2 separate regions of the Lactuca sativa genome follow, and region 1 is linked to region 2. A link is a contact called in public Hi-C data. All regions are on one chromosome and are shown on one strand. The core of a region is the stretch at or near the end of the contact, and the rest is flanking DNA. Distances in the headings are between cores, read along the strand shown. Region 1 holds the start of LOC111914436. Region 2 holds the start of LOC122197105.

The links. Hi-C and Micro-C count contacts between places; a contact is called where the count stands out from the background.
Region 1: a Hi-C map of bud shows a contact between it and region 2, with 4 times the contacts expected there. The contact joins the promoter of LOC111914436 here to the promoter of LOC122197105 in region 2. A contact is called at or near these places in 2 of 4 Hi-C or Micro-C datasets (bud and seed).

What each region holds. Positions count from the first base shown.
Region 1 is chr3:55,346,110-55,349,688 of Lsat_Salinas_v11, reverse strand. LOC111914436 reads left to right here and starts at 1,870. Exons shown (of 1, transcript XM_023910177.3): 1 at 1,870-2,550. The coding sequence starts at 1,870. The coding sequence ends at 2,550.
Region 2 is chr3:55,074,727-55,078,259 of Lsat_Salinas_v11, reverse strand. It overlaps LOC122197105, which reads left to right and starts at 1,399. Exons shown (of 4, transcript XM_052769695.1): 1 at 1,399-1,698; 2 at 1,776-2,245; 3 at 2,319-2,435; 4 at 2,530-3,031. The coding sequence starts at 1,399. The coding sequence ends at 3,031.

The DNA of each region.
Region 1 (3,579 bases), core at 621-3,120, 270 kb before region 2:
CAAACACAAACACAACCAGAAACGGCCGTTTCTGATTCTGAATTGGAATTCGTTACAGAAACTCAGCCCACTCGAACAGCAACTAAAAGAAAAGAGAAGAGGGAGGCTAAATGTTGGGAACCACTAGAAATGTTAATGTTGACACAATCTTGGATCGATATTTCAGAAGATGCGACGGTTGGAAAAGACCAAAAGCATGACCGCTTTTGGATTCGCGTTTTACATAGGTTCCATAAAGGAATGAACCGTGGAGAATACCGTTCAAAACATCAAGTGTACTCCAAATTGGGGAAGATGAACAAGGAAATCATGTTGTTTAATGATTTGTATAACAACATGAAGCGTCAATGGAAAAGTGGAGAAAACGATAAAGTGATTTTGAAGAAGCGTTGAAAGTGTATCAAAAAGAAAATCTGAAGGCTTTCAAGTTTCTTGAAGTTTGGAATTTTGTGAAAGATAACAACAAATGGCAAAGTAGCAAAACAACATACAAGCATATCGACAGTGGTTCAAAACGCAGTAGAACATCTGAGTCTGACCACACTACATCAGATGCTCGTGTTCAATTTGATTTGAACGAAGATGAACATGTTCCAGTTTCACCACCTTCCCGACCAATGGGAGACAAAGCAAAAAGCAAAGGCAAAGATAAAGCGTCGGATTCAAATGAGTTGAAAGAAATGGGTGCCGACATGAAGGGTATAAAAAAAGAATGGATAAAATTTTGCAAATTGCTTCTGAAAGAGAACTTCGGAAACAAAGGGAGAGGGATATGCAAATACTAGCGATGGACACATTGAATATGACTGGGGACGAGCTTCAAGTTATTTTGGCGATGAACGAGGAAGTGAAAAAACGTTACGTAAATCGTGGCTAATTTCTAGTTTTTTTTTTTTTAAGTTTTTAATCGTTAGGTGTGTTTTTTTTTAATAAGTTGTAGGTTTTATGTTTTTAATATGCTTTTTTAAATTTTTAGTTTTTTTGTTAAACTAAGCAATGTATGGTATTTGTATTTTTAATTAATGAAATATTATCTTTTTAAAATTATGTTTTTTTTGTTAAAAAAGAAATTTTATTAAACTAAAATAGCTAAAAAAACAAAAATAAAAGAAAATAAAAATGTGGCATCACTCCCTTGGTGAGGTAAGAAACTACACTAGTATAATAAAAAATGACGTGACACTTATGTAAGAGAGTACAGTTTCGGTGGCACCATTCCCACCAACATATGGTTTTTGAAGATCGCTACCATAAAAAACCACAGAAAAAAGTTTCTTCAAAAGAAAATCATGAATTTCGTAAAAATATGAATAAATTTACAATCTGCAATATAAACTTCGTTGTACTAAGAAAAACAATATTTATTTTTGGTTAATAGTGCAGTAAATAATGGCATTTCATAATACTATTTTTTTTTTTAATATTTCCTTTTGATGAGTAATGGCATTTTTGTATAGCGTTTAACACCAAATCCTAGCGAACTCTGGTTACATTTATGAATTTGATTAATTTTTGTTCGGATTTAATTAAAAAAAATAATGGTGTTTTTTCCTTTTACTATTATTAGGTCGAATGGTATACTAACCACGAGTAACTTCGTGGTTGAGGTGGCCACGAACTACGATCGTGCACACCGTCCCGGTGATTCGTGGTTAGTCGTGGTCGTTGTCATTTGTGTTCCCGACGACGGACTCAAACGAGAATGGTGATTGGCGTTCGAATTTTTTGGCCGTTGAACGGCTATTTTGGCCGGGTTTTTTTTTCAAACACAATTTACTAATATAAATAACACTTCTATTATACCAAAATTTACACCCCATTCTATTCTCTAAAACCACAAAACACATACACATGGATCCAACAATACATATGGAATTTTTAAAAAGTTTTGATTCGGATGACAACGTAGAATTCGTCGAGACATTCTTCAATGTTGTGCAACACGTTCGCGCCGAAGAAAGTTCGAATGCAGCGCGTACAAGGGCGGTCGTCAATCGTGATCGCCAAGCCGCACACGACTTATTGGTACGTGATTACTTTGCCGATAATTGTCTTTATAATGACGACTCATTCGAACGTCGTTTCCGTCTGAATAAGGCTATATTTTTACGTATTAGTAATGCTTTAGAATCTCGTTATAATTTTTTCAAACAAAAACCCGACGCTAGAGGAAGAATGGGTTTTAGTAGTATACAAAAATGTGCGGCTGCTCTTAGGTATTTGGGATACGTTATAGCATTTGATGCATCTGATGAATACTTGAAAGTATCCGAGAGGACCGCAGTTGAATGCGTAGATTGGTTTTCTGCATGTGTTTATGAGGTTTTTCACGAAGAATATTTGCGTAAACCTACTCAACGTGATATTGAGAGATTATATTCGGCTCATGAAGAGAGGCATGGATTTCCTGGTATGCTTGGCAGTCTAGATTGTACGCATGTGGCTTGGGAAAAATGTCAAACTGCATGGCGTGGTCAGTTCACTCGAGGAGATATAAGTGAACCAACTATCATCCTAGAAGCTGTTGCATCTCAAGATTTGTGGATATGACATGCCTTTTTTGGAGTAGCGGGGTCTAACAACGACCTTAATGTTCTTGGTCAGTCTCCACTTTTCAACAATATTTGGACCGGCAAAGCACCTGATATGACGTTCACGGTAAACGGGCACGCGTACAAATACGGTTACTACCTTGGTGATGGGATATACCCGGATTATTCTACATTGATGAAGGCATACTCGGTTCCTCGAAGTGAAAAAGCAAATTTTTTTACAAAAAAACAGGAATCGACGAGAAAGGATATCGAGAGGGCATTTGGAGTCCTTAAGCAAACATGACATGTAGTGAAATATGCTACACGACTCTAGGATAAAGAAAGAATTAAACAAATGGTCCTAGCATGTATTATAATGCATAATATGATTATTGAAGATGAAGGTCGAGCGATTTGCACATATGATCCGAACGACGTTGTCGTTCCAATTGAGGAGTTCGTACCCAGAACGAATGTTTTTTTAGAGCGAGTTGTTGAAATTCATTACAGTGAAACGTGTTTCAATCTTCGAGAAGATGTCGCGGAACATTTGTACCAAAATAGCATGAACGACGATTAGGATTTTTATATGTACGTTTGTTCGTTTTCTTATTAATGTAATGTTTTTTTTCTAGATTAACTAAGTAATGTATTTTAAAGTTGTTATTTTATTTTTATAATTAATGAAAAAATAGTTTTAAAAAAATGAATGCTTTTTAATTATAAAAAATGTAATTTTATTATAATTTTTGAATTAAAAAAAAGTAATTTTATTGTATTTTTTAATTAAAAAAAAATAAAAATAATAATGTGGAGTGGTGTGTTAGTGGTAGGTATCCCATGTTAGTGGTAGTGGAATGTGGTGCTAATGTGGCACTCACAACATATGTGTTATGTGGTGGATATAACGAATGGTCTTATATTAGTTTTATGCACTAATGTCAATTCTTTATTTTCTTTGGATACACCAAAGTCTTGTATTTAAGTATTGTCATTTTGTATAACCATGGCCATACCGTACAAAGACAGATGGATGGGTTGCAGA
Region 2 (3,533 bases), core at 150-2,649:
TTATGGTTTAAATGGTCCTTATTGTTTTTTTTTCGCACTTGAGTGGAACCAAGACTTAGAAAATAGTTTTTAAAGCCATTTTGTTCAAAGTGGAAGAGTTGAGCCGGTTAACATTATCCTAGTCATCATATAAGGTACACACGTCATCGAAATTAATCCACCTAAGCTGCCATGTAACCTACTCGTTTACTGAGCTTGCCCTACAAGACATATTATATAACAACCCTCACTTTCTTCTTCCCCTTTTTGTCGTATTTTTTGTCTGTAAAATCTTATGGTGGTTTATATGAAGATCGATCGTCACTTTGCTGGGTTTTTTACAAGGTACCCCGAAATTAGTTATACGGATGGAGCAGAACAAAGGTTCGAAGATGTTGATTTTGCTGGAATGGACAGGAACGAGTTTGTTAACTTCGTACAAAGATTTGCAATTGAAATGTGTGTAAATGTTTTTTATTGCATGCCTGGAAAAGAGTTTCCTGATGGATTGAGGATCTTGGCTACTGAAATAGACTACCAGGACTTCATCGAAGCTGGGTATGCTGCTGGTTGTGTCGTGGATGTATACATGGATCATCTAGGTGTGAATGTCCAACGGTGGATTATTGATGAGGAAGTTGAAGAGAGCGTTGTGGAAGACAATCATTATGATGGATTTGTGCAAAATGGCCCGGATGAACTGCAAGGTAATGTACACGATGACCTTGAACACGTAGATGGCAATCCAATGAATAAGACCATTAACGATGAGTTTTTGAGCAAGCTATGCCCAAAAGTCTAGTCAACTCCAAATAGTCCACCTCATGAGGATCCATATCTTCAAATGGAAGAAAATGAGGTAAATATTGAAGAGGTTACTACATACAATGAAAATGTGCATTGGAAAAAACAAAAACCTGTGTTAGGAATGCGATTTCATAGTCCAAAACAGTTAAAGCTTATGTTATGTAATTATGTTGTTGCTAATGGGCATCAGTTGTGCTACAAAAAAAATGACAGTAGAAGACTATTAGTTAAATGTTGTTCTGGGCAGTGTAAGTTTAGGCTATGGGCTTCATGGATGAGTGAAGAAAACTCTTTCCAGATTAAGTCCCTTATAGATGAGCATAATTGTGCTAGAAACTTTAAACTTGGATCAATTGTTAGCTATGCTTGGATTGGTAGCCATTTTACAACTGAGTTCTTACAAAAACAGAAAATGAGTGTTAGGATGCTTAAGGAAGAGGTGAAACAGGCTTTTGGTATAGATGTAAGTATGGGTCAATTCAGGAGAGCAAAAAAGCATGCTATCGAGCTAATTGAAGGCACATTGGTTGAGCACTATTCAAAGCTTTGGTCATATGGTGAGGAGATAAGAAGATCAAACCAGGATCAACTGTGAAGATTGATGTCACTACTATGCCTGATGGGAAAAATTATTTTAGTAAGTTTTATGTATGTTTTGAGGGACTAAAGCAAGGGTGGAGGGGCAATTGTAGAAGAGTAATTAACCTGGATGGTTGTTTCCTTAAGGGGCTATGTACTGGAGAGTTAATAACTGTTGTTGGAAGGGATGCTAATAATCATATATTTCCAATTGCATGGGCAGTTGTGTGTGTTGAAATCAAAGAGAATTGGAAATGGTTTTTGGAAAATTTAAAAGATGACTTAGGAATGTACAATGGTTTTGGAATTGTATTGATGTCAGATCAACATAAGGTATGTTTCTTAGTTGTATTTTATTTATTAATGAAAGTTGCCTATACTATTTTACAATTTAAATTGTTAATGTGAAGGGACTATTGGAAGCTGTGAAGGAGATTTTGCCTACTGTTGAACACAGACAGTGTGCAAGGCATGTTGTTGCCAACTTTAGGAAAAGATTCCCCGGAGTAATGTATGAGAAAATGTTTTGGAAGGCATGCAAGGCATCTACTGAGCCTTTACGCAATGCAACAATGAAGGAAATACAACTTCTCAATCCTTCAGCCTTTGAGTATCTAACAGAAAAGAACCCACGATCATGGTGTAGAGCTTTTTTTGAGGAGGGCAAGATGTGTGATGCTGTAGAGAATGGGTTGTCGGAGAGCTTTAACAATGTTATAAGAGATGCAAGGAAGAAACCAATCATCACAATGCTTGAAGAGATTAGATTGTATGTTATGGAAATGCAGTTTCATTTGAGCATGAAAGGCAGTTCATGGCCAGATTTGGAACCATGTCCATCAATTAGATCCTTGTTGAATCAATTGAAAAAAGCTCAAAGGTAAACTTAGTTTGTGTTTGTTAACATCATAGATAATACTAAACTTACACTAACTTTTAGACAATGTTATTAGATATTGGCAGGTTTTACCAACTGGGTTGAACCAATTTGAGACAAGAAACTTAGCAGAGTCTTATGTCGTTGACTTAGACAAGAAGACATGTTCTTGTAGAGTTTGGCAACTAAATGGGTATGGGTGTATGCACTCAGTTGCAACTATTAGTTACCTAAACAGAGATGTCGGAAGTTATGTGGATCCCATGTTCTTTGGAGTTTTTTTATAGAAATGCTTACAAGTATCCACTGAGAGGGATGAATGGCAGCAATATGTGGCCAAGTACCAATTTCATACCACCATTGCCACCTTTGAAAAGGAAAATGCTAGGCAGACCTAAAGTTAATAGAAGGAAGGACCCAGGAGAAAAGAGTACTAGACACACCGTGTCAAAGGTTGGGAAGAAAATTCTATGTAGTGTGTGTAAACAAGTTGGTCACAACAAGGCTACATGTCCGAAAGTTGAGAAGCCCAAAAAACTCAAGGTGAAGAGAAAGAGATCAACTACTAAAGGTGGTAATGAAGAGGAAGGAAGTGGTTCAAAAACAACTGTTGGACGTAAACAGAAGCAATCTCAAGGTGGTAATGAAGAGGAAGGAAGTGGTTCAAAAACAACAGTTGCACGTAAACGGAAGCAATCAGAAAGGATTATAAAGAAAAAATTGGCAAAAAGGGTTGAAGGGAAAAATGGAGAAGTAAATTCTGGTGATAATCCAATGAATATTGAATAGACATAACTGTTATTTGGTATTGTGTTAAGACTAGGTTGGTTGTTTGATGTGTTATTTAACTTTGTTTCGTAATAGTATTAGGGTACCCATAGTATTATTATGGAATGTGTTTGTTGAATGTTTTTTTATGTACAATAGTAACACAAACAAAACGATGACACACAATAGCAAGGCACTTATAGGAAAGGGATTACAAATCCATTACATAACCATTACAAATACATTGGTAAACATGAAAGGAAACCATATTAGAAATAACCATAACTTCATCTTAATAGGAAAGGAAACCATATTTAATACGAATGGGATTACAAACCCTTTACATACCCATTACAACTTGTAGACTAATACCACAAAAAAACAGCCCAACTTAGAAATAACCATAACTTCATCTTTCTAACATCAGATTGAAGCTTCTTATTTGCCAGAACCAAATTTGTAACCAAAGTTGTGTCAGCAGTCGTGTTAGTACTCTCCACTTCATCTGCCCAACATATGAAGC